4 separate regions of the Sus scrofa genome follow, and all the other regions are linked to region 1. A link is a contact called in public HiChIP or PLAC-seq and promoter capture Hi-C data. All regions are on one chromosome and are shown on one strand. Each heading gives the region's core, a stretch centred on a gene start, on an enhancer-like site or on the middle of the called end of the contact. The rest is flanking DNA. Distances are from core to core; before and after follow the strand shown. Region 1 holds the start of TSGA10 (testis-specific gene 10 protein). Region 2 holds the start of REV1 (DNA repair protein REV1). Region 3 holds the start of LOC100524554 (cytochrome c oxidase assembly factor 5). Region 4 holds the start of TXNDC9 (thioredoxin domain-containing protein 9).

Evidence for each region. Promoter capture Hi-C pulls out the DNA fragments that hold promoters and counts their contacts. HiChIP or PLAC-seq counts read pairs in DNA pulled down with a chosen protein or histone mark.
Region 2: a contact with region 1 is called in a promoter capture Hi-C map of liver, with 4 times the contacts expected there. The contact joins the promoter of REV1 here to the promoter of TSGA10 in region 1. A contact is called at or near these places in 2 of 5 promoter capture datasets (fetal liver and liver), 1 of 47 Hi-C or Micro-C datasets (heart right ventricle) and 1 of 2 datasets of contacts at active chromatin or transcription factors (skeletal muscle).
Region 3: a contact with region 1 is called in an H3K27ac HiChIP or PLAC-seq map of skeletal muscle, with 3 times the contacts expected there. The contact joins the promoter of LOC100524554 here to the promoter of TSGA10 in region 1. A contact is called at or near these places in 2 of 2 datasets of contacts at active chromatin or transcription factors (alveolar macrophages and skeletal muscle).
Region 4: a contact with region 1 is called in an H3K27ac HiChIP or PLAC-seq map of alveolar macrophages. The contact joins the promoter of TXNDC9 here to the promoter of TSGA10 in region 1. A contact is called at or near these places in 2 of 2 datasets of contacts at active chromatin or transcription factors (alveolar macrophages and skeletal muscle).

What each region holds. Positions count from the first base shown.
Region 1 is chr3:55,194,728-55,202,140 of Sscrofa11.1, forward strand. It overlaps TSGA10 (testis-specific gene 10 protein), which reads left to right and starts at 2,982. Exons shown (of 21, transcript XM_021087209.1): 1 at 2,982-3,111. It overlaps LOC106508550 (a long non-coding RNA gene), which reads right to left and starts at 3,379. Exons shown (of 2, transcript XR_002342527.1): 1 at 2,339-3,379.
Region 2 is chr3:54,771,911-54,779,450 of Sscrofa11.1, forward strand. It overlaps REV1 (DNA repair protein REV1), which reads left to right and starts at 3,692. Exons shown (of 23, transcript XM_021087184.1): 1 at 3,692-3,906. The coding sequence starts at 3,882.
Region 3 is chr3:55,675,709-55,683,351 of Sscrofa11.1, forward strand. It overlaps LOC100524554 (cytochrome c oxidase assembly factor 5), which reads left to right and starts at 1,334. Exons shown (of 3, transcript XM_005655200.3): 1 at 1,334-1,552. The coding sequence starts at 1,454. It overlaps UNC50 (protein unc-50 homolog), which reads right to left and starts at 1,287. Exons shown (of 7, transcript XM_013987864.2): 1 at 1,139-1,287; 2 at 1-106. The coding sequence starts at 102.
Region 4 is chr3:54,927,334-54,934,231 of Sscrofa11.1, forward strand. It overlaps TXNDC9 (thioredoxin domain-containing protein 9), which reads left to right and starts at 4,425. Exons shown (of 5, transcript XM_003124892.4): 1 at 4,425-4,588; 2 at 6,300-6,518. The coding sequence starts at 6,330. It overlaps EIF5B (eukaryotic translation initiation factor 5B), which reads right to left and starts at 3,493. Exons shown (of 24, transcript XM_021087192.1): 1 at 3,237-3,493. The coding sequence starts at 3,271.

The sequences.
Region 1 (7,413 bases), core at 1,732-4,231:
AACAGAAATTGGTGTGCACTGTGAATCAACTATACTCTAATAAAAAATTAAAAATTATCTAGTGATGGGAGAGTAAAATATGCAAAATATTAACAACACTTGACTCTACATGAGAAAGGATTAAAAAATTGTTCAGTATATTATTTTTGCTAAATTTCTGTATATTTAAAACTTGTTCCAAAAACAAGGTTGAAAAAAAATTAAAAAGAAAACATCAACAAAACACAAAACATACCACATTTGAAGTTGACAGAGGGATGGGTGTTGGCAGGTGAAAATTCTACTACAGAATCACCAATGCAAGAGAGAGGGAACAAAACGGGGAAATTGGAATTTGAAATGTATAACATACAAATGAGGAACTGAATTTTAATTTTTATTTCATTTTATTTTATTTTTATTTATTTACTTATTTGTCTTCTGTCTTTTTAGGGGTGCACCCGTGGCATACGGAGGTTCCAAGGCTAAGGGTCGAAAGCTCACAGCAATGCCAGATCCTTAATCCACTGAATGAGGCCAGGGACGGAACCCCCATCCTCATGGATACTGGTCGAGTTCCTTAGTTCGTTAACCACTGAGCCATGGTGGAAACTCTTTCATAAAGTAACATAAATTAAAATAGCCACATGCAGCTAGTGGTTACTACTCAGGGCAGCGATAAAGGATCAAACTGTTTCCAAGTAAACTTCTTGCATCTCAAAACAAAGCCTAAATATATTTAAGGAAAAGCACAAACCAAAACCTCCATCACCCAGCAATGTCAAATCTGCAATGTTTGGCAGCCAATAAGAACTTAAGCAGCAGAATGTGACTCATAACCAGGAGGGGAAAAATCAAGTTAACAGAAACAATCCCAGGAATGAGACAGATGAGAGAATTTATACATAATTAACAGCCATTTAAAATCCATTCCATACTTCCAAAAAGGCAGAGCAAAGCATGAACATGATGAGGTGAGAAGTGACTTTTTTTTTTAAAATCAAACTTCCAGAAATGACAAATACAAGTTGGACCTGAAAAATACTGTCGGTGGGATTGGCACCATGAAGGGAGAGTACACTTGAAGATACAGCAATACAAACTCTCCAATTAAAAAAAAAAAAAAAAAAAAAAAAGAGCAGAGCATGGATTAGCTGTGGAACAAGCAGCTTAACATGTGGGTAACTTGAGTCCCATTATTTTCAGGGAATGAGAGTGGTACCAAGGAAGAAAAAAGGCAAAATAGAGGTTTCCATGTTGAGGCTTATGAAATGACGGAGAAACCTGATCTTAGAATTGCACAGGATTATCTGTCACAAGGGAGAGAGCAAAGGTACTACAAAGGGTTAGGTGGGTCAGAATGAGGCACTTGCTACTCTACAGGTTTCCACAGAGGGAAGACAATTTTCACTTTCTTGGGCTGGAGGAAGAAGTCAGTAGTCCTTGATAGGAAAAGCAAAGAAAATCTTCATGCCCTGGTTAGTCTTTAAAATCATCTTTTTCCTACATTCTTTCCAAAGTATCATTAGTAATATCTAGGTTGCATATAATTTTTCCCCTAAAGGAAGTACGTTCCTACTTTCCATATAAATAATCCCCCTCTCCTCTCAAGCCTTCAGCTCCATCTGAGTTTTGAGGTTTTGATATTTCCCTCTATTTGTTTTCAATAATGCTTGAAAGTGAGAACGTCCTATTCAAACAATCTCAGTATTTTAGGAGGAAATGAGATTATACCGTTTTCCCTAAGATTACTTTGATGGTCTTTGAGAGCTCATGCTTCTTTATAACGTATTTTATCGGTTAGCTATAATTAATGTACCTCTTGGGACCTCTGATTTCTTTATCTCAAATAACGCGGATACTCAATTTAATTTTCTTTTTTCTTTTTTGGTCTTTTTGCTATTTCTTTGGGCTGCTCCCGCGGCATATGGAGGTTCCCAGGCTAGGGGTCCAATCGGAGCTGTAGTCACTGGCCTACGCCAGAGCCACAGCAACGCGGGATCCGAGCCGCGTCTGCAACCTACACCACAGCTCACGGCAACGCCGGATCGTTAACCCACTGAGCAAGGGCAGGGACCGAACCCGCAACCTCATGGTTCCTAGTCGGATTCGTTAACCACTGCGCCACGACGGGAACTCCTCAATTTAATTTTCTAGTATCTCCACTTACAAAGTATATGATATCTGAAAATAAGGCTACGAAATAATGAGAAAATATACTGGCACAAATCATGATAAAAAATTAGAGCAAATTGGAAAGATGTGGCACATAATTAAATGCACTCCAGTGAAATTTGTTCTAACAAAATTTGTTTATGTCTGTCAATAACATATTGTGGGAACAAAAATGAGTACTCACCTGGCAAAAACAGGAATTACTAGTCTCTTCAAATGTGAGATTATGTTTGAAATACACAGGTGAATACTATAGCAAGATCATCAGAGAACAGCTTTGAAAACCTAGTTTATCTATTTCATTTGCAGGAAATGACAGGGAGATAAAGCCACCATTAGAGTTAAGAAGTAATTGGGATATTTAAGAAAAATGAAACACGTTAAACATTAAAAAATGTTTAGAAGGCAGTATTTCAAGCTGGGCTCCAAAAATTTGCCAGAAAAACGCAATTCTCATTCTTTTTCACTAAAAAGCTCATTTCTTCACTTTTAGGTAATATGGTCAGTACTACCATGGTTGGCCAAAAGTAATACTACACCTGGTTAAGTTAAATGAGTGTTCCAAGGCTGAAGCCTGCTAACTGAAAGACAAGTTTAAATGGTATTAATAAGGAAAACAAACGATACAACATTAAATATCAAGGGAGATAGTATACCCTTTCTCTTTTTTGTGGATAAGGTATACCGGTCAGGAATCTGCGTTTTCATGGCTAGTTCTGTCACTCCCCAGACTGAACCCAGACTGGATTATGCAAGGCAGAAGAGAGTCCGCAAGGTCCCCAGACTGCAGACTGCCAGAGCTCACCGGATCACGCCAGCTCTCTCCCCAGAGGCTGCAGCTTCAGGACCGGACCTGGGGGGCTCCTCGAAAATCGGCTCCTGACTGCGGCTGAAGAGCTCACCACCCTCCCTGCTCCCAAGAGCAACTCTGGGGAGCAAAGAGTTCACTGAACATGGGTAAGAATGATATCCGATCCCCGGGAAAAATAGTACAAAAAAAGCGACAGCGAAGGAGCAGGTGTCTGAGCTGAGAGAAGGCTGCCAGAGGCAAGATAACCATGCACATGCGCGTTCCACCCAGGTGCCGCACAGCCGGCACAGAGAAAGAAAAAGTCTTGGGAAAGTGGATAGCGGCTGGTTACTAGGAGACGGGACGCTCAGGAGGGTCGTCTAGACGCTGCGTGGGCGTGCGCGGCGCGGATGGACCAGGAAGAGGCCTTTTCTCGGCGCCCTGTAAGGCGAGAGGGAGGACGTACGCGTCGCTACGTGCGTGGGTGCGTACGCACTACTTATAGTCCCCGCGAGAGGGCGTGTCGAGCCAGGTACGCGTGCGCACAGGGACTTGGGGCGCGCGGGACGGAAGCGGAGCGAAGGCGCCGGGGAGGTGGAGGACGAGCCCCCTCAGGTACAGAGCGTGAGGGCGGGGCTGACGACGGCGGCGCCGGCCGGCGCTAACGGCCCCAGCCTCCTTCCCGCCGGGTCCCGCCTCCCTCCGCCCGCCGGGGCGGGGCCAGGTCGATTTAGGGTGGGAAGGCGGGGGAAGGGGCGGAGAATGGAGACCGAGAGGGACCTGGCTCCTCAGCGGAGGTTGAGTCCTGGTAGTCGCCAGGATGAGCTCCGGAGAGGACGGCGGGCCGAGAAGCCCGGGAAGGGACCCGCAGCCCCAGGTAGAAGCGTGGGGATGCGTCGGGTTGGGGTGAAGCATCTCCTTCTCCAGAAGGCCTCTGAGAGGGCAGCTGCAAGAAGGCAGGTGTGGCGGGGGTTGGGGACTGTGGGCGACCCCTGAGGTGGGTATTAGCTACTGGACTGGGGGGCAGTAGCGAGCAGAGTTGTGGTCCAGAGAAGCCCTCCAGGAGCAAACTTTGGCCCTGTTGTCGTTTCTTGGGAGCTTAGGGTTGCGCGCTAAGTTCCTATGGTGACCGCTTCGCTTTCTGCAGCAGCTCTCCGCTTGGTTGTTGGGGGGACTGTTCTGTTTAGAGACGCTCTGGAGTGGAGCTGAGGAATTTGGAAGTCAGAGATTTGGGAATTCAACCTGGCTCTTCCTTGACTCTCAGCCTCTCACTTCTAAGCCACTTGATAGACTTTGGGAGGTGAAGGGCCGAGATTGCTTAGGCATTTGCATGAAAATCTCTTAAAATACCGTACACATTAGACACAAGAAAAGCAGGGTAAGCCGACTTTCCTTTGAAAAAAAAAAATCAATTAAATCGAATAACTGTATGGCGATGAACATGGACCCGAGTAGACATAGAAATACACTTTTTTTTTTTTCTCTAAATAAAATCAAGGATAGCGGCTTCAGAAAACGTTTGCACAGATAACAGCGTCTCAGTGTTTACCTTCTTCCACTCCAGGCGGTTATACCTCAGGATATTAGTTGTTTTAAATTTATTGATTTTCAGAATTTCAAATACAACCTTTAAGGAAATAAATAGAATAAAAATCGGGTTGAAACTAGAAGAAAATAGGTTATAGCTATAAAAGGGAAATGTCTCACTATTCAGATCGTCAGGATAAAACTGATTTTTATTTGTATTTTAATTTTGATCAATGAACTAAGCCATCTGGTCTTAATTAGTGGGTAATAAGTAGAAAAGTATGTGAATGAAAAATTTATTTTGAAGGTATACACTTCAGCATTATTTAATGGCAGCTCCCAAAATAAATCTTGTTTACCTTATGAAAAAAAAAATCACATTGCTTATAGCCCAGCATATAATGAAACGTAGATAGTCTCTGAGCTCTCTGTGTTTTCTTTTTCAGTTTGTTTTAGGATACTTTGCTTTTAAGATGCTCCATGTACAGAGGCAGTTAGAGCGGGTGTTATTCATTCCCTTTTCCCATCCAAGCTCCTTCCTATCCCAAGATAGTAATGACTTCTATGATAGCGGCTTGCTTGCTTTTCCTTACAGTTTTCCTTACCATCTTTGTGTGCGAACATGTACATTCTAGTTTGACTTGTTTTTGAGCTTTATACAAATGGAATTGTGCTAAGTATTCCTTTGTGTTTTGTTTCATGAGTCGACATCGTTTTTAAGATTTATCCTTGTTACTGCTTGTAGTTTGTTGTTTAGTGTTCCGTTGTAAGAGTGTACTGTAATTTACCTACTCTACTGTTGGTGAACATTAAGGTTGCTACAGTTTTTGGTAAATGTGAACTCCTGTGAATTTTCTTATACGCATACCCTGTGATAGTCTTTTAAAGTGAGCTAGTCAGTAAGGTAGTTCTGTTTTGTCTTAGTTATGCTATTAACATGAGTCTGTGGTATTAAATTGTTATTAAGTTCTTTTGGTCTAGAAAAACCAATTCTTTTATTTATTTATTTATGGTCACACCTGCGGCATATGGCAGTTCTCAGGCCAGGGGTTGAATCTAAGCCCCAGCTGCAACCTATGCTGCAGATGTGGCAACGTCTAATCCTTCAACCCACTGTACCAGGCTGGGGATGGAACCCGCAACTCTGCAGTGACCTGCGCCTCTGCTATCGGATTTTTTTAACCCTCTGTGCCTTGGCAGGACCTTCTAAAAAAGCCTCTTGAGAACAACTGTTTAACTCCGTCTTATGTTTCCAAGAGGAAGTGATATATGATACTTTCTCCTAAGGCCATTGTTTTATGCTCTTGGAAAAAAAAAGACAAGATTTCTTTACATATTAGTCTGGATTGGAGAAGTGAGGAGCTTGGGTTTGGATAGAGTGACTGGAGAGATTATTTGTTTTAAAGAACTGTTAAACAAATGACCTTACTATTTTGTGTGAAGTGAATTCCCAAAACATTTATTCATTAATTTTTATTATAAATAAACTACCTCAAAAATAACTCATAAAATTTTAGGTAGTTTTCTACCTCCATCTGTTAGTGAAACTCTTCTACTTCAAAGTGTCTAAACTTTTGGAAACCATTTCCTAAAAAGGAAACAAATTGACCTTTTGTGTAACCAGATTTCAGAATCCCACATAAGGTACTCTGGTATTTTTAATTATTCTATAAAAATATTCAGTAGACATTTGTTGAGCATATCTTGTATGTCTGGTATTGTGGTTAGCACTGATTATACTTTTAGCCCATGATCTTACCTCCTAATTCACTGAAAAATTAAAATCCTGCCAGGAAGGAACTTCTTCAAATTTCTACTCCTTATCTCCTAAATCTTCACCTGACCTTGCTTTTCAGTCTTGTCTGAAAAGACAGTGCATATCATTTACCTGAGTTTCCTTTTACTAGCTCAGTGGCCTTTCTCCATTAGGTAACATTAATCCATGTCTTAGGAATCTTTATTGTGTTACACTATAAGGATTCTTAACCTGGAGATAAGAACTTTGGGGAGTTCTTGAAACCCCTAAAAATATTTGTGAATACTTGCATTATCCTGAGGTAAGAACTCAGGGCTTTTGCTTAATTCTGAAAGAGGTACTTGATGTAAAGATAATTAATTCTAGTTGGCCCTTCAGCAGCCTTGGCTTTCTTCCAGCTTTTGCTCTAGCTGTCTTCTTCTCACAGTAATGCTTCCTAGAAGAAGTCTACGTTTTTCTGTTTCTTTTTCTTTACCGATTGTTTATTTATTGGTCCTCTTCCAACTTGCTTCTACTCCATTCCTACCATTGAAACCACTTTGTTTGAATCATTGAAATTCATTATTTGGAAAGTGGTTTATGGAGTACCATCTTTGTGCTCTGTACTTTTCTAGGCATTCGGGATTTAACAGTGACCAGACAAGGGCCTAGATCACTTGGAGCATACATTCTGGTAGGGGGTGACAGATAATGAACATATGAAGAAATAAGTGGTAAAATTTCAAATAGTATTACGTATGGATGACCTAATGGGATAGTAAGTAGGAGGGGCTACTTTAGGTAAGAGGTCAGGGAAAACCCTCTGCTATTTGAGCCAAAGAACTGAAGGTAAGATGGAGCCATTCGTGCAACAGCTGGGAGAGAGTGTGTTCCTGACAGAGGGAGCAAGGGAGGAGGCCTTGAAGTGGAATGTGACTGGCACAGTAGAGGAACAGAGAAAACTGATCAAATTGGTGTGAACAAAGAAGCCAGTAGGTCTGTTTAGGGTAGTGAAGGAAGGGACCAAATCACGGAGGCCTTTAAAAAGTTTGGCTTTTGGAGTTCCCATTGTGGCTCAGCGGTTAGCGAACGCAGCTAGAATCCTTGAGGATGTGGGTTTGATCCCTGGCTTCAGTGGGTTAAGGATCTGGCATTTCTGTGAGCTGTGGCCAGATCTGGCGTGGCTGTGGCTGTGGCCGGTGGCTAC
Region 2 (7,540 bases), core at 2,442-4,941, 420 kb before region 1:
GTGCCCAAAGAAATGCCACAATTTGAGAAATTTTATCCTGCCCGATGAGCCCAAGGTCCCACTAGTAAGTAACCATACCTGTTTAATAACGGAATCATAACATTATTTTTGCCTTCACTATATGTGCACAATTTTTTTTCAAATGGCTACTAAGGTGCTATGTCACAAACACTAAGTCCGTTGTTGGGCCCTCCCTCCTTAATAAACAAAAGTGTTAGGTATTTCTTTTGGCCTAAAAATGCTGTGGGAAAAAAATTCATGTAGACTAAATTCCATGATCAATCAATACAATGCCTCCTTTGCACATATCCTCACCTAGCTTGCCCTTTGCTTCTTTCATTAGACTCGCTTTGCAAACCAGATGCTCTGGTCTGAGCCACCCCCTGGGCACCTGAACAATTACCTGTGCCCCTGACTGCCTCCCAAACCTGTGTTCCATGCAGCAAACAGAGTGACTTTCTGACTTCACTTTATCCCTTAAAACCATTCAGTTGTTCATCATCCTGAGGATGCAGTCAAAACACAGGCACATGCTTCCTGCTCTGACCCCTGCTCGCTCCTGCCACCTCCTTTTTCAGCACACACCCCACTGCCCAGCCCACTCCCAAACTTCACACTTTGCCATTCTGGAAACTATTCCCTGTTCTCTCTCCCTTCTCTGACTTTACACGTGCTACTTCCTCCATGGGAGTGGCTGGTCTCTTGGACCTTACGGAGATGCCACTCTGCCTGGGAAGCCTCCCCGGGCCCCTTCCTCTGTGCTCCATACATCACCTTCTGCCGGCAGCCCTGAGCCTGTACTGCAGGTGCACGGTTACTTAGATGCTTCCCTCACTACACTGGAAACTTTTTCAGAGTAGGATGTGCATTTTGTTCACTGTTGATGCGACAATGAACTGCCTTCAGCATGCTCATCACAATTATTGAATCATCCTGAATTTTGTGAACGATGCTGAAATATGTTGACTTGTTCCAGGACTCCTTGCGGATACCAAAATCCCCAGACCCTCAAGAACCTTATGTAAAATGGCCTGGGAATTCCTACTGTGGCTCAGTGGGTTAAGAACCCAACTAGTATCCATGAGGATAGGAGTTGGATCCCTGGCCATGCTCAGTGGGTTAAAGGATCAGGCGTTGCCGTGAGCTGTGGTGGAGGCTGCAGGTGCTCCTTGGATCTGGTGGATCTGTTCTGATCAGGGCTGTGATGTAGGCTGGCAGCTGCAGCTCCAATTCAACCCCTAGCCCAGGAATGCCCATATGCCTTAAAAGAAAAAAAAAAAAAAAAAAAAAAGTCTGGGTAAGCCAGCTCTGGTTCCAATTTCCTTTCTAAGTTTTTGTGGGCTTGTGCTCATTCTTATTATTTCGTCTTTCAGTATAAATTGCCTTACAACATAACAGCATATATATTATCACAATCAGCAAGATCACTCTTTCCTGAGAGTAAATCACATGAGTTACAGTGTGTATATCATCCAGGGGACTGGAGAACAAATCTTTGTTTTCTAAAGATTTCATGTTCTTGTCTTCTGTGTCTGATATGTGAGACTAGATGTGCATTTTCCAAGAAAAGTTTACTGCTGGATACAGAGGTTAAAGGATATGAGTCAAGGCCTTACCTAGGGCTGTCCCCACAAAGGTCATGGTCTGCACTTTCATAGGATCTTGAGATGTCAGTAACTTTGGACATTTCAAAAAAGGTTTTTAATAAAGTTCAGAAAAGAGGAATAAGGTGTAGTGCTCCAAAGTGCTTCCCTGTGTGGGAGTCCAGAGTGACCATCTCAACTGCTTTACCTAAAGCTTTCCCCAACTCCCCTTATACTGGGAAAGATAGTCCTCCTAAGAATAAATGGAAGGAAATAAATGAAAGAATGAATATAGGAGTTCCCACTGTGGCACAGTGGGTTAAGAATCCCACTGCATGGGCCTGAGTCACTGCTTGGTCCCTGATCACATGCCGAGGGTGCAGGGAAGGGTTTGGGGGAGAGTGAATGTAAGTGACTGAATAAAATTAAAATAAGAGCGTCTGCAAGCATTGTGTAATATTTTATAGGCTAGCATAACAGATTATTCTATTTTTATTTTATTCTTTTTATTTTCTTTTTAGGGGTGCACCTGTGGCACATGGAAGTTCCCAGGCTAGGGGTCAAATGGGAGCTGCAGCTGCAGGCCTATGCTACAGCCACAGCCTCACCAGATCTGAGCCACATCTGCCACCCACGACGGCAGCCTGCAGTGTGTATATGTATGTATATACACATTTACATTTATATATATATGGAATACTGACACACACATATATACACATATACTGACACACATATAAACATAATAAGGGGATGCCACTTCTGTGGCATCTCAGACGACACCCTGATCTTGCAGCTGGCAACTGTCTGTGAGCCTGTTGAAATTATGCCATGTGCATTAAGTTGTGAGGTCTCAGAAAAGCATGCAACCTGACTTTGAGACGTTAGCTAACAAGAATACTGAAGTCGAAGTGCATTCATAAGTCTATAAAACGGCAAAAACGAAGAGGCTTAATTTAAAAAAATAAACAAGTCATTTGAATATTCTCTGACTTACTAGTAAACATGTCTCAGCTCTGCAAAAATAAGTTTTCACAAGAGTACTAATTGTTTCCTAAGCACGTGCAAACTCAAGACTCTTAGGTAAGGGAATAAGGGAAAAGTGTGGAGACTTTACAGGGATGTTTGCGTCATGTTCGCGCATTACAACAATAAAGACTACTGGTACTGTAATACAATACCAACGTGAGATCTCCAGGCAAACCAACTCTGCCAAGGGGGGAAATGGTCCTTACGTAACTTTTATTTTACGGTCTTTTGCTGGAAGGCCCTCAATTAAAATGGTATTCAAGCATACATAACGTTCGATTTTTTTGTTTTTATATTAGTGGCAAATTGCTTTCGCGTGTAACCTCAGTGCTATTTGTGGAATGTGACACCTGCCGAAGGTTTACAAATGTCCACGTGATTGGAGGCGGGCATTCATCGCGTGGGCAATAGTGTTCGAGCTCCCTGCGGGAGCTGGCAATGCTTAAATCCCGTGGCGCAGTGTACATTCCCACTAACCTCTGTGGGCCCTCATTCCCACTTGCTCCCTGACACAGCAGTCTCAGTTCACGTGTGTCCCTTTCTCCACTAGATGTCACTGTAAATCAAGTGCTAGTGGCGGGGCACCCGGGTGTTTTGCGGATCTTCAGACCTGTCTTCTAGGGTTTTAAGCATGGTCAGTCCCTGCACTTGTGTCCTCCCAATTGGGGAGTGCAGAGTGGGGCGGAGATTCACTGAGGCGAGGACAGCGCCGCGACCCGGACTTAGAGGCCTCAGGTCTCGGGCTGCAGGGCTGGCGGCAAGATGAGAAAGGCGGGCCAGCGCGGCGCTCCTCTCCTTCCAGGCGAGAGAGACGGTCACGTGCCGCGGAGGCGTGCCCCCTGCGGGCGGGCTGGGGAGGGGCGCCGAGCGAGTCGTTTAGGGTCGCCCGGGGCAGGGCTGGAAACTGGCGCGTGCGCCGCGCCAGGCGTAGTGCGGGCCGGGGCGGGGACTATCGCCGCAGCCGCGCGCGCAGGGCGGGCCGCCGCGGGGCGGGGTGGAGCCTGGGAGCGCGCCGGCCACCGGAGGGGGAGGGGCGGCCCGGGGCGGAGCTGCGGCGCGCGCTCCCGCTGGAGGGGGAGGGGCACAGCAGCCGCCGAGCGCGCGCAGACCGGCCCCGGCGAGCGTGTGGCGAGTGTGGACCGCGGCGCGGCAGTGCGACTCTTTCCCTCGGCCCTCTTCCCCGCCCCCAGCGAGGGCACCGTGCGGCGGCGGCGGTGGCGGCGGCGGCGCCCGGGCCCGCGAGGCCGGAGGAGGCGGCCGTGCCCGGGCATGGTGGTCTGGGGCAACGCGGAAGGTGAGCGACCCCTGGGCCGGCGGTGGGGGCGGGGTGGGACCGGCCCCGCGTCGCCCGGCAGCGGCCCGAGCGCGGACGGCCTGAGGCGGGGCGGGGTAGGGCGCGCCAGTCCGGCCACCGCGGCGCGTGGTCGCGCGGCCTGGGCGGCCCGCGGCGCCCGGAGCGCCGCAGCTGCCGGGTTATGTAACGCGTGACCTCCCCTTCCCCCTCCGCCATGGCGCGGCCGGCCCGCCGCCGCCCGCGCTCGGGCGCCCCTTCGACGCGCCGCGCGGACGACTCGCGCCCGCGGCCCTGCTCGCCGCGCCCCCGCGTCCCGCCGGCGGACGCCTCCCGGGCCCCGCTCGGACTGAGCCGCAAACTCCCTCCTCCTGCGCCGGCGCCGGGCCGGCCATTCAGTCCCGCGCCATTCATTCGGGCGCGCGTCCGGCGGGTGGCTGGGGAGCGGCGCCTGCAGTCGGCTGGGGTCAAGCGCTGGATTCTCCACCCGGTCTCCTTCCGCGGCATCGCCCCCCTTCATTCCGCAGCAGCCCCCTCGCCCCCCACTGGATCCCGGAATTGGTGTCCGACTCTCCGAAGGCAATTTCTCCTCACTTCGTTTTCCGTGTTACTTATCTCTTGCCTCGCTGTGCAGGGCACCTTTCCGCAGGTGTCCTGACAAGTGCCCCTTTCACACCTGCCGCTTCGCTTCCTGTGAAAATGATTCAGCACCTGTGCCGATGGAAAGGGGCATTTCCTTTTCTCTCTAACCGCTTTTACTACTGAAACCCAGTGTGTAAAGAAATATCTTGGTGTATCACTCCTGAGTTGACACCCGGCCCCCCCCGATTTAAAAAAAGATTGCAGATGATTTCTGTTTCTCACGTCTTTTCAGATAACTAAGCGTGGAAGTGGTATTTAGGTGAAAATAACATAGACTAGTAGATGCCATAAAAGGGCTTGTAGCTAACTGGTAAGGACTTTAACGATGCTGAATTGTATGTGTCTGCTTTTGCTTGGCCTCTCCACTGTAGGATTGAGAATTAGCCATTTCCTCTTTAAGGTAGGACAGTCACAACCTTGCTTCTTTCTGGGGACTGCACAGTAACCCATCCTGTTAACTTCTACAGGCTTTCCAAACTTCATCGCAGCTTTCCCACGTATCCTTGGCTTAGAGCAGATGGTGCTAGCCTGTAGTTCCCTCCCTGTACTTCCGATGACTTTTGGAAGCTCATCTAAACTCCCTCTTTTTCCAGGACTCCTTCCCTGGTCTAGAAGGCTCTCCATTCATTTGTCACTTACCCTGTGTTGCTCTGATTGTCCTTTTATTCATAGCTTCTTTTTCTCTTATCTTTATTTAGGTCTATTGAGGGCAGAATCTGTACCCAAATTGTCATAGAACTTTGCTCCTGTTTTCATAGTAAGCAGTACAGATTTAAGATTTTTTTTAAGGTGGAATCACACTTTTAGGATTAATTTCTTTGAAATCTCAAGTAGAAAATGCCTTTTCAAAATTCTGTGTTTGAATATGTATGGTCACTCTGTTTTCTCCACCCCCAACTTCAAAGCTCAGATTCTGTGTAAGAAAAAAGAAACCCTGTGTTCGCCAGCAATAGGCTGGTCACTAACAAGAAGTTAGAACGACTACATGTAATATGTATTTCATAGTCTTTTCTTTAATAGCTGCTATGGTAGAAAGACAGGAACTTCAGAGTTAGATGTAGATTTCATTCTGACTCTGTCCATTATTAGCTGTGTAACCTTGGACAATATAAGTTACTAATAGCTCTGATTTTTTTTTTTTTTCTCATTTGTATAATGAAGACATTTCCCACCTTGGGTAGCTGAGGAGTAAATAAATGAGTTCTTAAATGTAAGGCATCTAGTGAGTCCCTGGTATGGTCCGGAGATAGTGATCCCTTTGGTATAGCTCTTTATTGCAGTTCACAGTCTAGAGTGAGTTGGGATGTGCTGAAACAAAGTGTGAGAAGAAACTTCTTGTCTCCAAATAAATGAACAAGTCCTGAACTAAAGAGTAGTTAAGCTCTTTCTGCTTCTTAAGAGCTATGAGCGTGTGCGGCATATTGTAACTCATACAGTATGCTAAATAGAACATTTGAAAGTGAAGGAAATACCTTTTAATCTTGTTTTCCACCTATAACTGCACCCACTAAAGCATTAACATGGATATTAAAAAGAATCTCTGATTTTTTTCAAAGTCAGATTACGAATGGAGGTTGAAGAAGGATATTTAAAAATTTTTTTCAGGAACAATTAGGTTGCATACTGTTCTCTTAGTATCTCATCTACTTAGAAATAGTATGTTGAATCACAGCCTTCAGTTCAAGTTTCTCTCACTTAGACTGTTATAACAGTGCGGTAATCTTATTTATTTTATTTATTTATTTTGTCTTTTTGTCTTTCTAGGGCTGCACCCACAGAGGTTCCCAGGCTAGGGGTCCAATTAGACCTGTAGCTGCTGGCCTACACCACAGCCACAGCAACACAGGATCTGAGCTGTGTCTGTGACCTACACCACAGCTCACGGCAACACTGGATCCTTAACCCACTGAGCCAGGCCAGGGATCGAACCCACTTCCTCATGGATGCTAGTTAGGTTCATTAACCACTGAGCCATGAGGGGGAACTCCTAGTGCAATAATCTTAAATCCATTGTCACTTACATGCTCAGAATCCTCCCAAAGCTTCCTTTACCCTTAGAATTGAATCAGAATTCTGTGCTGTTTCTTGAACAAACCAAACTGTTGCTGTCTTAGGGATATTGTACTTGCTGTTCTTTTGATTGGGCCACCCCTTCCTCCTGGTGGTTATCTTGCCCTGAAATCTCTTTGCTGCTCAGATGTCATCCCTTCTCTCATCCCTAAAATAGAAGCCAGCCCTTCCCTCTGTTATTTTCTATTCATTTTGCTTTATTTCTCTTGGCACTTATTATAAGGTGAAGATAGACTCTTCCCTTATTTACCCATTTCCCCTATTAGACTGTCTTGCTCTAAGACCTCCCCCCTACTGGAGGCTAGAGGTCTTGTCTGATTTGTTCATGGCTCTGTCCCTGGTGCTTAGAAGGGTGCTTGGGACATTGTAGGCTCTCTGTAAAACCTTAGTGAATGAGTGATGTAGTTGATATTAACATCAGTAGTGGGGTCAGACTCCTGGCTCCTACAGTTTGCTGATTGTTGTGGCTTTGGGCAAGTCAGTATCTTCTGGTGCCTTAGTTTGCTCATCTGTAAGATGGGACAATAATACCTACTTTATAGGATTATGGTAAATAATTGAGTAAATATATATGAAGTGTTTATAACAGGGTTATTTCAGTTTTTAAAACCAATACTTGAAATTACCTTGGACTATAAAAATGCAATCACTGAATTTGATCTTTTACTGAATCTTTTTGGTTACCGAAGTATGTCTATGGAACTCCTTTTTAAAATAAATCCGTTTTGTGGATGTCTAGAACAGATTAAAAAATAAACTGCCAAGAATGGTGACCAGTATTCAGTCTTAATGTGTAAGTCAGCTTTTTCATTCTTAAGATCTGTGGAAGATGCTAAGAGTGATTATCCCAACAGCCGCCCACCAGAGTGGCTTTTATGTAGTTCACTTTGAAGTTCAGCTGGAGATAGAATTGTGGTGATGAAAG
Region 3 (7,643 bases), core at 84-2,583, 480 kb after region 1:
GTATTTGTAGCGTTTTGCTCCAGCTGTGTGCCTCGCTGCATCCCTGGAATTCAGTGCTCCATTCCCCTGGGATAGGGAATTCACTGAAGTACTTGGTAACATCTTCCTAGATGGAAGAGAAAAAACTCTTTTACAAGTTATCCGAAGGAATGGCTGGCTAGCACCCCTCTTCTGAATTATTTAGGTGGGAGATCACTTTACATTTGGGCTCGGATCCTTAAGAAGAGGGCTTAAAAGGGGATGCAGGTGGTTTTGAGGCCGGTTTGGGGGCTGGAGAACTGATTACACTTCAGGCAAGGGCTGCCCCACGCCCTTCTGAACTGTTACACGGTCCATCCATTCCCCACACTTCGCTTCCCTAGATCCTCAACCACGGTCCCAGCGAGCTACTGCTGAGAGCGACAACGGAGGCGCTGGAGGATGAAGTGACCCTCTTAAGAGCAGAGCTAGTGTTGGAAACAAACTTCCAACTCACGTACTCTGGCTCAAAATTCCACCCTTCAATTTTTGCTCTTAACCAACTAAGGCTTTTAGGGGAAAGCCTTTGCTTAAGCCAAACAGAAACCATGTTATGGACGAGGTAAAATAAATGCCCTATCAGACAGGTCCATCAGTGTATAACCAGCACGTAATTCATTCCCTAGAATGTGATGTCAAAACAAACCAAAACTCCAAAGTAAGTGGTTTAGGTGGGGAATGACAGCGTGGGAGTCCAGCCCCCACGCTCCGTGCCAGCAGCTCAGTGCCCAGTTTCACGCCCCAGGCCACCGGGACGCCAGCAGCGCCTTCCAGGCCCAGCTGCTTCCCGCTGACCCGGGCCGCGGATAGAACGGCCAGATTAAGCATAAAAACACTGGGCGCCCAGTTACATCTGGATTTCAAATACAGGAGTAATTTTTAGTATAAGCAGGTCCCAAACACTACGTGGCACATACGCATAGCAAAACATTACTGAATTATCTGAAATTCAACTGTAACTGGCCTCCTTGATTTTGCCTGGCAGTCCTACCACAGGCCGAGCAGCCGGACCTGGGCGCGGTCACTCTAGGGCCAGGTGACCCAGGGCAGTGAGACGGCAGAGGAAAAGGCCCGGGGCGAGCCCAAGACGTGCGCGGAACCGACGATCGGCAGGTCTCACCTAGAGCCCCGCGGCGACCTCCACCCGCTCCAAACTGACCCAGCACATCCGCGCAGCAGCCGAGCTCAGCAGCCGCTGGACCAACTTCCCTTTCAGCAACGTCGGCGACGCTGGAGGCGCACCACGTCACGTGACCCAGTTTCGCCGCGCGTGCGCAAGCGCGGCCTCTGGGTCTCGCCCTCCAAAGCGCGCTCGCCGGAAGTGGTTGCTGCCGGCTTCCGGTTCCGCCCTGTGCGGGGTCGCTGGCGTCTTACCGTGTCGGGCTCGGTTGCAGACTCGTGTGTGTCCCGGCCGCGGCGGGCGGGAGGCGCGGTCATGCCTCGGTATTACGAGGACAAGCCGGAGGGCGGCGCGTGCGCGGGCGTGAAGGAGGACCTGGGCGCGTGTCTGTTGCAGTCGGACTGCGTGCTCCAGGTAGCGCGGCCGGGGGCTCGGGGTGACCGAAGCCCGAAGCGGGAGGCGGGGCCGGCGAAGGGCCCCGCTCAGGCCGCTGGCGGTTAAAAGACGTGCCTCTGAGTTCTCCGACCTGGGTATTGAGCGCCGCAACAACTTAATGAATTTGGGCAAATCCGCTGTCTAAGCCTCACTTTCCAACGGTGTGAAATTGGAGATAAAGATACCTCCCTATTGGTTTTTGTAAAAGGGAAACCGTTTCAGTTGCGAAAATAGGCATTGAATGCTGCCACTCTGCTAGGTTTTGGAGGCATGAAGGAGAATAGACAGGTTTCCTATTCAACTGATAAGAATCAGTAAGTTAGAGCTTGGCACACTGTGTTGGCTAGTAGCTTCGTTTTTCTCTGTTCAGTTGTGGCTGAAAAGATACTATGTTTTGCCTTGTGTTGGTTAGAATTTGTTGTTGAGCTGGAGTTCCGTGCACTCCTGGGTAAGTTGTAAGCGCCTTTTCTCCACTTTGTATCTTAGAGCTCCCCCTACTGCTGGTTTTGTGCGGTAATGGAAGGTTATTCTCAGGTTTTTCCGTCACTACAGCCACAGCTCTTCTCAGGAGCCAATTTGAATGCAGTGGGTTTCAGAGCTGACGGGGGAGCTGGGTTCTGGCCTGAAAACCAATTAAAGCACAAAAACATTTTCCAATTAAAACAGCCTGGTGAGAGGGTAGTCAGTAATTATTTTTGCATTTGGAGATATGATTTCAGAAAGTTGCCCTCGGAGTTCCCATTGTGGCTCAGCGGGTAACAAACCCGACAAGTATCCTTGAGGCTCGGGTTCCATCCCTGGCCTTGCTCATTGGGTTAGGTATCCGGCGTTGCTCTGAGCTGTGGTGTTGGTCCCGGACTCGCCTCGGATCCTGTGTGGCTCTTGATTCGACTCCTACCCTGGGAACTTAAGTGTGCCACTCGTGGGGCCCTTAAAAAAAAAAAGAAGAAGAAAAAGGTTGCCCTTATTTCAAAGAAAAAAATAACTACCCCCAGAGGTTATATCAGGTGTTTCTACTGATTTCTGCTTTACGTTTGGTTCCCTGATTGGGGCGGTTGGCCAGACTGGCCTCCCGGTGTCTGGTAAAACTTCAGAGCAGATATGAATGTAAGAGATTATCTGTACAACTTGGTCATTCAGCTGAGGAGACTGAGGTGCCCTGTCCCCGGCTGTTTCCTTCCTGCTGCTTCATTGGTGCATGTATTCAGGCAGCTCCTAGTAAATACCTACTAAGTGGCAGCAATTATACCAGGCACAGGTGATGCAGAGATGAATTAGTTACAATCACTACCTGCATCGGCTTGGTCTGATGGGAAGAACAGATGTGTAAGGGGCTAACTTCCTGTGATAAGGGTAATGTAAGCAATTAGGAAATCTTGTTTAATGGGTAGGGGAGGAAAATGCCTTGGGCACCCAATGGAGAGCAACTTACTTGGAATTTGGAAACTTGTCACGGATGAGGTGATATTTGATCTGAGCCTTAAAGATTGAGTAGTGGTTTATTAAGTAAAGGAGTGGGGGCTGTGGAGGTTGTGGGGAGAATCTGAGAGAACAGCATTGCAGAAACAGGGAGGTGTGGGGGCGCTATGGGGAGCTGGCGCCATGCTGGCCTGTAGCCTGGGCAACGTGACCTGAGGCTTGAGTGGAAGGTCACCATGTGTGAAGGCTCTTGTGTGTCAGAGTGAGGAGCTCGGGCACAGAGCAGGACTGAGGAAGGAAACTCTGGAAGTGGCAGAGGAATACTGGTGGCTAGGAGAATAGGAAGTTGGTTTTTTGCCGTGACTGGTTGATTTAGCAAACATTTGAGTGACAAGTCTAATTCAGAGGGCACACAGCTGAATGGGACACATTTGCCTCTATGTAGTAATGGGATCTCTGGGAAGCTTGAAAGCTGTAGGCAGAGATAAGGACCAGGACACATGGCACAGACATTACTTTCCCCCATTGAGTGTGTGGCCTTTTTGTTGCTGAATTGGGTTGACTAGGAGAATGTGATGTTTAAAACAGTCTCTTAAATGGAAATGCATTTATAGTTTGTTAAATTCATCCTGAATGGTCACTTCAGCTGGACTATAAAAGGGCAATACTGAGGCAGTTCTTGTTATGCAAATCCAGGTTGATAGCCTGCCTTCTTGGATGGTGTCACTGGCAGCTCCAGCCCAGCACTTCCTACTAAGGATACATGACCAAGGGAGGTTCTGCTGAGGTTTGTGCCTGCTCTTGTATGGCCACCTAATTTATGATACATACGGTTTTTCGATTCTTCAGCTCCCTGAATAAAGAATTACTGTGATCTCTCGGCAGATGATACCAAAGTCTCTCCTGGACAGTCTATCCCACCTGAAAAGCTGCTGGACCATGTGTTAGGGAGGAATTCAATATAAACTGTTTAGTTCGAGGGCTGCAGTGAGAGATAGTCAAGGAAATAAAGGGGCTCAGAGAAACTCAGGGTAATGGTGATAGGGATGTAAACTCCAGTGGGGCTGGAGAAGAGAAGCAAGGAAAAAGCAGGTTCAAAAGGCATCTCTTGGAAAAACGTCTTTGATCTCACAGGATTTTATGACTCCTGGGAGATCAAACAAGTTAAACTATGCCCAAGGAACTCAGTTACAAGTTAACTCCTTTCTGTCTCCATTAACAGCTTCCAGACCTTTGGCTTTTCATCACAATCACCTGTAGATGGGGGTGGAGCACTTAAAAGTACAAATTCCTGGAGTTCCCATTGTGGCTCAGCGGTAACAACCCAACTGGTGTCCATGAGGATTCAGGTTCGATCTCTGGCCATGCTCAGTGGGTTGAGGATCTGGTGTTGCTGTGAGCTGTGGTGTATGTCACACGGCTCAGATTCTGTGTTACTAAGGCTGTGGTGTAGGCCAGCAGCTACAGCTCTGATTAGACCCCTAGCCTGGGAACTTCCATATGCCATGGGTGCAGTCCTAAAAAAAATACAAATTCCAACTATTCTCATCTCTCTTACAAATTAAAAAGTGGCCCAGGTTGACTTTGGGCACAGCCATGTTTGGGAACCACTGAGCTTGACCACACAAGCTTGGAAGTGTGTTAGTTAGGTTATAGGTTCAGATAAATGTTACAGAGACCCAGAATAACAGTGGTTTAAACAAGATAGAGAATTCTCTCTTTTGCTCCTGTGCCTATAAGCAGGATCTAGTCTAATCCATGGACACTGTTGATCTGTGGTCTCAGGGGCTACAATGGGAGGCAAGATGTTACTCTCACACCCATGGTCAAGATTGCCTTGCTTCCTCATCATCAGACCTAATAACAGGATGGAGGAAAGTGGGGCAAGCCACTTTCTATTAAGTACCAACCCAGAAGTTTTACATGTCAGTAAATATAAGGACTATTTTATTGGCTAGAACTTAGTCACATGACTACCCAGCTTCGAGGTGGCTGGGAAATCTAGCCCTGCCATATGCCCCACTAAAAGGGAAGCGTGAATACTAAAGGACAGTTAGCAGTCTGCCATCAGAAGTGGAGGTGAAGGAAGATGAAGTAACCTTTCTCTTAAGTTTGGTATCTAGATGGATCTTCCCACTAGGCAGTTGGCAGTATACCCTGAAAGCCTGTGAAAAAGAAACAGTCTTGGATATAGTTTGGGAAGCCTTAGTTTATAAATTACAGTCTTTTGTGTAGTTGTAGTCTTTTATCTGTCTCCACATTGTTCATATGGGCCACCCCCTTACAGAGTTTAAGGGAGGAACCTAATAATGCAAAGAAGCTTGCTACTGTTTTGTCCTGGTTCACTTTTGAGATTCCCTTGATGTGGATGACAATTCAGATCTAGGACCCAAGCAGACGTAAAAACTAGAACCAAGATTACCGGGGATCAGGAATGCCATAGATGTGGTACCCTCCAGCTTTTTTTCACGGTAAAAACTAGGAGTGTGGCACTTGCAAAATAAAAGTTTGGGGGAGCACTGCAGTGATAGAGTTGGGGTGTCAAAAACCTCCCTGAGGGGAAATTCCTGGAGCGGGGGTTGTGAGTTACATTTTTCCTGGTGCATAATTGCACCAGGTGTTTCTGCTTAGGTAGTACTCTAGCCAACCTCATTAGCATCTTTCTAAAGTGTTGAGAACCAGCACTAAATCTGTTGAGGTTTTAGAGCACCTGATTGTGGTTGTTTGAGCGTTTAAAGTTAACGGAACAGGGTTTTTATTCTCAAAATTGCTTGACTCTTTTGCACTGGAACTTAGCTTGAGTAGGAAGATTTTGTGGTCTTTTATATTGTCCAGCACTGCATAAAGCTAATATTTATAAGCAGTGTATGTTTTATTATTTCTTTAATAGGAATAAAAGGTTTTGATTTTTTCCCCTCATGAATTCCAAATCGGTTTAATGTCATTAAACCTCAGATGATTCAGAAGATTCAAGTTCATTCTCCTTTATCCAGATGTTGTTTTATAAGTTTACATTCCTGGGAAATAGAACCCCTTGAAGACCATTCCCTGTTCTCCCTCGTACCTCCTCCTCTGCTTTGTGACTTGCTCACATTGCCAGTGAACTTGGCAAGTGTACAACTTCTCCTGCTTGCTAGTTAAGTTCTGTGATGGCAGGAATATCTTGTATTGACTTTATAACTTCCCACTAAACTGATCTAGGACAGTTCTGAATTTTTTTTAAATCTTGTGAATAGAACATGAAACAATAAAGTCATCGACAATATGGATCGAAGATGTATATAAAAAGAAATACTCAGCATAAAAAAAAAATGCATTGCAGCAACATGATGAACTAGAGAATCTAACGAGAAAACAAAAAAAAGAAAATAATATGAATACTTATATGAATCTATATCCAGCACATAACATCTCAGAAAGATCATGGACTTAGAAGAGACTTGTGGTTGCCTGATGGGAGGGGGAGGGAGTGGGAGGGATCGGGAGCTTGGGCTTATCAGACACAACCTAGAATAGATTTATAAGGAGATCCTGCTGAATAGCATTGAGAACTATGTCTAGATACTCATGTCGCAACAGAAGAAAGGGTGGGGGAAAAAACTGTAACTGCAATGTATACATCTAAGGATGACCTGACCCCCTTGCTGTACAGTGGGAAAATAATAAAAAAAAAAAAAAAAAAAAAAACATAAACGGTGGCAACGAATTGGGCCAGTCAGAATTTCGGGGAAGCACACCAGATATCTGGTCAAAAATAGGAAGGACAAGCAGTTCCTGCTGCGGTGCGTGGATTAAGAATCCGACTGCAGTGACTGCAGCTGTGGCCTAGGCTACAGCTGTGGCTTGGATTCAATCCCTGGACCGTGAATTTCCATATGCCACAGGTGCGGCCATAAAAAATTTTTTAAATTAAAAAATAAGGGAAATGTTAAAAAAAAATAAAAAAATATAAAGCCTTGTAGTGTTTAGTTACTAGACAAGTAGGGTAGGGCTTTCAAAAAGAAATTTTCCAGCAGTTAATTTTTAATCTTGGCTCTTTGGTTTTTTTGGTTTTTTGTTTTTTAATCTTGGCTCTTTGAATTTTGAAATACACTTTCTGTAGATACTTCCATGTGTCTAGTATAGTTAAGTGCCTTTGTGTTAAGTTAAATTTATGGCAGTATATTTGTTCAAAATATTTTACAATAATGAAGAGGTAGTATTAGGATTTTTATCCCATGTTTCTCTACTAAATACTAAAATTTTAGCTCTTATTTTGCAGCTGTACTTTGTCTAGTCTGACATTTAAATAAGTGTTAAGTCAGAAATAAGCATTTCCCCCGGGGAACATTGTTGTGGCAATAGCCTGTCCCGATGGCAGAAAACGAATGGTTTAATCCAATTTTCTAAAGCTCTTGTGAGCTTTCACTGCTTAAAGATGATTTCATTTCACATTGGACCCAGGCACATCTTCCCGCGCCAGTATATGTAAGTTCTGTTCAAATCTTGCTTTCCTCTTCCAGTTCTTACTCAGTTAAGCTTCTCGATATAGTCCTTGACAGTGGTGGACAGGGTAAGAAAATGCAGAAATGTGTTGAGGTAAAATTGCTTGCATTAAAACAGTGTTATAATTGGAGACTTTAAAGCCACTTGATACCACCTTCCAGAACCA
Region 4 (6,898 bases), core at 3,175-5,674, 270 kb before region 1:
CTGGGAACCTCCATGTGCTGCAGGAGCGGCCCAAGAAATGGCAAAAAGACAAAAAAAAAAAAAAAAAAAAAAAAAAAAAAAGAACTATACAAACTGAAACAAAATTCTAGAACTCAGTGTTTAAACAAAGGTCACTGATATAACAAAACAAAACATACCCGATCTGAATAAAATTAGGTACTCAGATTAAGTAGTAAAAATCTAATTTTAAATGAGTACTGAGGAGCTAAGAATTTAAAATAATGATATAAGGATTAAACCAGGGAAGTGTTTTATGTTCTTTCCCAGACCTGACAAGTGCTTCATTTCTCACCCAATTCTTCCTGAGTAGAAACATGCCTGGCTTAGGACAGCATGGAAGGACAGGAAGGTGGGATGAATGTAAAAGCTTTTCAAGTGGGGCTCTTTATAGAAGAGAGTAAAACCAGATAAATAGCTCATTTTACACAAACAAGCTATTAATGCTAAAACAACACGTTCCCCTTTTAGACTTGCTTCCCAGTCTGTTTTTGTTCCTATTACAAATATTCAAAATATCCTCTAAGAAAGTACTATTTAAATATACAAGTCAAAGCAAACTAACTTACAAAGCAGTGGACCTTCCTGACACCTCCCCTTGCAGCCCTGCCCCAAATGTCTTTTTGTGTAACACCAAAACAAAAAGGTGCAGCAATTCTGGTTAAATGGGGCTCTGCAAACTCCTAGATTTTCTTAGATACAATCTGAAAAGGATTCAAGCAAAGACGTCCACAAAGCATTAAACAAACTTGACATTGGCTTATGAGAAAATGCCTTTTTCAATGACACTGCCACCTTTCCTTCAATATGTCAAAAAAAAGACTACAGATTTAGTTTCAGGGGGAAAAAACCGAGTAATATTCCTCTCTACCACCAAGCCAATTATTTAACAACAGGCTCCAGTGTTGGCACTTTAAACTTTACATCATCCATGAAAATCTTTATGAATCAACAAAAGACACTCCCTTTTCTTTAAAAAAAAAAAAATACAGAGGAGAACAAATCTCTCAAGAGCTTTTTTCCATTGTGAAAGAATTTGGAAAGTAAAAACTAAGTACAAATAATATGGATTTTTTTTTTTTTTTTTTTTAATCTAAAGAACAGACTTCAGGAGTTCCCACTGTGGCACAGTGGGTTGAGTCCAACTGTAGCAACCTGGGTCATTTCAGAGCCGCAGTGGGTTAAAGGAACTAGTGTTGCCACAGCCGCAGTGTAGGCTGCAGCTGCCGTTCAGATTCTATCTCTGGCCCAGGAACTTCCATATGCTGAAGTGTGGTCATTAAAAAAAAAAAAAGAAAAGAAAGGAAGAAAGCACAGATTTCTATAATCCTGATCCAAATAAACCAATTGTAAAAATATATATATTTTTTTAATAAGAATCAGTGAAATTGAAAAACTAACTGGGAGTTCCCGTCGTGGCGCAGTGGTTAACGAATCCGACTAGAAACCAGGTTTGGTCCCTGCCCTTGCTCAGTGGGTTAAGGATCCAGCGTTGCCATGAGCTGTGGTGTAGGTTGCAGACGCGACTTGGATCCCGCTTTGCTGTGGCTCTGGCGTAGGCCGGTGGCTACAGCTCGGATTAGACCCCTAGCCTGGGAACCTCCATATTCCGAGGGAGCAGCCCAAGAAATAGCAAAAAGACAAAAAAATAAATAAATAATAAAAAAATAAAAAACTAACTGGATACTTTATAATATTGAAGAAATTATGGATAGTATCCCTTAGATTGAATGATGGTGTTATGGTTGTGTTTTATATTATGTTTCTGTGGTTCTTTTTGACCCTCAAGTAATTATTTTTCAGATATGCCTGAAAGACTTACACAGGAAAGGATTTTTGAGAAGTCGCTTTAAAATATGCTGCAGGTAGACCAAAAAGACCAGTTATGTGACAACAATGTTTGAAGCTGGGTAATCTGGTTAATTAGTACATGAAGCTTTACTACACTCATCTATTTCTTGTGTAAGGCTGAAGGAAAAAAAAATCCTATGCACCAAAACATCCTGTCAAAAGCAGAGAAATTTTGTCCCACTAAATCACCCCAGAATTCTGCTTATTTTGTCTTATTTACCTGGTTTAACAATAAGGTCTACTCTTCAAAGCAATTAACTTCCTCCAATACACCTGTAACTGAAATACAAGACTTACCTGGATGTTTTTTAATTCCATTCATCAGCTAGGTGAGGGCCAGGTGAGGACACAACTAGTAATCTTACTTTAAGACCACCGTTTGAGCCAAATGATGAACTAACACAGGTTGTTTTTATGTTTTGAATTTATCTTACCCCCGCCCTTAGCTGTCTGAACTTAACTGAGAAGTATACAAAGGTGAAAAGTAACAGCTATTTTTCCTTCCCAGGAAATAAACCCTTTCAATGAGAAGAGAAAAGAACTCAATCGAAGATGACACCCAGAAATGTTCCAATAATCTCAGGGTACAGAACTCTACCTACATCCTTACACTCCACTTCCAAAGGCTTTTAAGTGGTTAGAAAAGAGCGACCCTGGCTGGTTTGTTTCTCTCCTTCTCCTTCCTTAGGGGAGGTGCTAGAGAGCAAAGAAATGACCAAAAGACAGGCCGGAAGAAAGAAAGCAAAAAGCATGGAGTCTGGACAATCAGCCTTTAAGTAAGTGAAAACTGTACCCAAATTAACTAAAGTTAAGAGGGAACCAGCTTATCCACTTCTTCCTAGAACTCCTACATACCCGAGCAGCTGAGAGGGTGGGAAAACCTGGCTGTGGGCATATCAGATCCCAACTCCCTGTGTCTCCAAGAATTCAGAGGTACAAAGGCAAAAAAAAAAAAAAAAAAGAAAAGAAAAAGAAAAAAAAAAAAAAAGAACTCTTCTTGACCCTCGCCAATAGTGCGGCCGCAAAAAACCTCCCAACCCCCGGGCCGCGATGGCCAAGCAGCTCCTGGCCCGGTGAGGCCGCCCGAGCCCTGGGCCGCGGATCCCTAAACAACTGGCCGCGACCCCTTCCCCGAGCCGGGAGAGGGGAGCGAGGGGTCCGAGTCTCGGCTGGGAACCCGCCGGCCGCCGAGGCCCTCGCGCCCGCCCGGAACTGGGGTCTCGGTCCCGCGTGACCCGCTCTGGGCCCGGCCGGTGCCCCGCCGAGTGGGTCTCGAGCCTCGACCCCGGTCCACCTCGGGCCCGAGGGATGCGCGCGACCCCCTGAGCAGCGCCGGCCCCCACCGTGGGGACCCCGCCACTGGCTACCTGTCTTCGCTCTTGTTTTTCTGCTTCTTCCCCATCCTGTGTCAGCGGCGCTCGCAGACCCAGCCCCTCTGTTCGGGCTCTCACAGACCCACAGTCCTCCGGCTGACTTCGGGCTCCGTTCGGCTCCGTCCCCCCTTCGCTGCCGCCTCTCGCACCCGGCTCTCCACAGACCCGCGCACTGGGACAGGGCACATATGGTGTGAGCTCTGAGTGCGCAAGCGCATCGCCCCGCCGCCTCGGCGTGGGGACGCAGGGCGAGGCTCATCGAGAGCTGCGCCTCGGGTAGAGCGTCTCCAGTGACCCGCCCGCCAGGCGGGAGCTCGAGCGCCCCCTGCCCACAAGCGTCCGCCGAGCACCGACGCCCGCGCAGTTTCCAAGTTCTAGAACCCAAAGTGGACAATGAAGCTGAAAATTTCCCGTCAAGCCCTACCGGGAAGGGAACACACACTTGGGGAATTGTAGCTTAGTTCAGAAATAAACTTTGTGATTCCCTGCCACCATTCCACCTCTATACTTTTGTACTCTCAGCTGCGTGAAGTTCAGGAAAGAACCACAATGAACTAATGGTGAGCGGTCTCCACGTTCCCAAGGGACGAAGAGAAATCCAGGGACGTCCTTGGGCCTCTCAGTCAAGTTCATGAATTTTGCAGTATGTAATTACCGACCCCCGAAATAAACAAAAACCGGAAAACAAGAACACACTCATTAACTCTCCAAAGTAGATCGTAATCTTTACATCCAAAGCGAGGGCGAGTGCTAAAAATTTGTCCGGAAAAGTCTCGAGGGAACCCTATTGGGGTTATGAGTGTTCTATATCCCCATCTAGACGATGATAGGACGAGGGTTAACTACATAAAAACTAATCATGCCGTTATAAATTATAACTTAGCTTTTTTTAAAGAGGGGAAATTTTCAATCAACAATAAAAATGAAGCTGGATTGTCACTCCTAAGCAAGATAGAAGCTACTTCATTTCTGATGGAACAGAATGTCAAAGCCTAAGAAAGCCAGCTCCAGGATGAGCACTATGTAACTACAACCTCCGGCATACTTTGCTCTCTCGCAGCTGGAGTGTTTACCCGAGGCTGGAACACCTCGGTTCCCGGCGGCTGGGGCAGGGAGGGTGGGGAAGGAGCGCCTGCGCAGAAGGGCTCACCTCACACCTCCCCCCCCCCAGCCCCCGCAACTTCCTGGGGCTTCGGAGATTGTATCGCGTGAGAGTCACAGCCAATGAAGAGGCGGAAGTGACGACTCTTCGCTGCCACCCGCAGCTGCTACGAGGCTGCATCCTGAGTGGATTGCTCTTCTGCCCCGCCAGGTTCTTCATTTCTCAGGTATCGCCGAGAGATCAGGTGAGGCAGAGGGTGGTTGTGAAAAGACCAGCTACGCATGCTGGGGCTAATGGGCACCCAGCTGCTAGGCATCCGGCCGGGGCGGGGGAGGGGCGCGGCTCAGACGCAGGTGTCCGCGCCGCGGAGGCTGCTTAGGCGCATGCGCCCCGGGAGGCATTGAAGTCGGGGCGACCTGAATTCTGCCCTCATCTGTTCCTGGAGGCGCCGGGAGTGGCCAGGATACTTTGGGGAAGTGTCTGGCTTGCAGTGAAGGGTGAGGCCCCAAGGTTGTTTCGGCGGTACACGGGCGAGGGGGACGGGGGGGGAAATCAAGGAAGTGGTTAGGTGATTTGAGGACAAGTGCCTGCCCCTCATTCAGTTGAACTGAAAAAAGAATCAGAAGCTTCTGGTTTCTAGAATTAAGAATGAAGTTGTTAGGATCACTGCACCATCTGCTTTCCACCCTTTCTGAATGCGGTGTCCACCTCCACCCGGCCCCAGAACAGCTCTTGTTTATTGATTCTGCATCCAGTTATCGCAAATTCTGAGCTCAGCCTATAAAACTTCGGCGATGAGCATCCTCTAGAACCCTGGTAATAACAGGTTCTGACAATCAAGTCAACGTTTAGAATCTAGATTTCTGCCTCATCCGCCCCATATGGAGAGTCACAGCCTTGTGTTTTTCTCTGGAGGTAGGGAGAGTGACATAAATTTTATGTATTTGAAAAACAACTTCTTTAAAATTTTATAGCATTAATGTGGATCTTAGATTTTGGTTTTTTAAACCCAGAAATACTTCTAAACTTAACGGTAATTTGAACAAAAGCTAGGCACATGTTCCTTCAACCATTGACAAATGTTTTTTGAGCACCTGTAGTATTCAAGCACAGCTAGCTCCAGGAATACAAGATGAAATGAAGGGCATTTTTTCAGCTTTTTTCATGTAAAAAAGTGGAATCAGAAGTGAGGATTGCAGGGAGCGCCTGTTGTGGTGCAGCTGAAACAAATCTGAATAGGAACCATGAGGTTCAATCCCTGGCCTTATTCAGTGGGTTAAGCATCTTGCATTGCCGCAAGCTGTGGTGTAGGTCGCAGACAAGGCTCGGATCTGTCATGGCTGTGGCTGTGTCATAGGCTGGCAGCTGTAGCTTCAGTTCGACCTCTAGCCTGGGAACCTCCATATGCCACAGGTTTGGCCCTAAAAAGCAAAAAAAAAAAAAAAGAAGAAGAAGAAGAAAAAGAAGCTGGGCGGATGAGTTTGTTCCGATTCTTGAAAGTGCTTCAGTAGTAGATGCAAATATTTCATAGTTAATTGAGATGCAACAGTCTCTAATAGGTAAATTATAAATTGAATTCTGTGGTAATAACCCAAGGATACACATAAAATCACCATCTGATTATTGCTGGTAAAAAAAATAAAATTATTTTAAAATATGTAATTGAGAGAGTTCCTGTAACCTATTGAAATTTTAAAACTTATTTAAATAAAAATTTTTGGAGTTCCCTGGTGGCTTAGCAGTTAAGGACCTGGTATTGTCACTGCTGTGATATGGGTTCACTCCCTAGCCCATGCTGCAGATGTGGCCAAAAAATTTAAAGAATTCTTAATGTGAAGTGTTTGGTTGTCAGCAGAACACTATGTGGACTACAAATTTTAAACTTGCTGGCATCTTTGAAACTAAGAGAAAATGTGATCTTTTTTTTTCTCTAACATTATAAACCTTCTCCCCAGCATCAAGGCTGAACTATACCATTTAGAAGAATGGAAGCGAATGCATCTGTTGACATGTTTTCAAAAGTCCTGGAGAACCAGTTGCTTCAGACGACCAAACTAGTGGAAGAACATTTGGATTCAGAAATTCAAAAGCTGGATCAGATGGATGAGGATGAATTGGAACGCCTCAAAGAAAAGAGACTTGAGGCACTAAGGAAGGCTCAACAGCAGAAACAAGTAACCTCTCTGCTCTGCTTTCTGAAATTGCTATAACAGTATGCTTCCAACAACTTATATATCCATGTACTGCAGTAGTCACATTTCAGTCCTCAATTGTAGGGTTTTTTGACCTCAAAGAACCTATTGCTGTTAAAAATTTGCCTGGTGGGGGGGGAGGAATAGATTTAAAGCTACATTCACAGTGGAAACGAATCCACCTAGGAACCATGAGGTTACGGGTTCAATCCTGGCCTGGCTCAGTGGGTTGAGGATCCAGCATTGCCATGAGCTATGGTGTAGATCACAGACACGGCTCAGATTCTGCGTTGCTGTGGCTCTGGCGTAGGCTGGCAGCAGTAGCTCCGATTAGACCCCTAAACTGGGAACCTTCATATGCC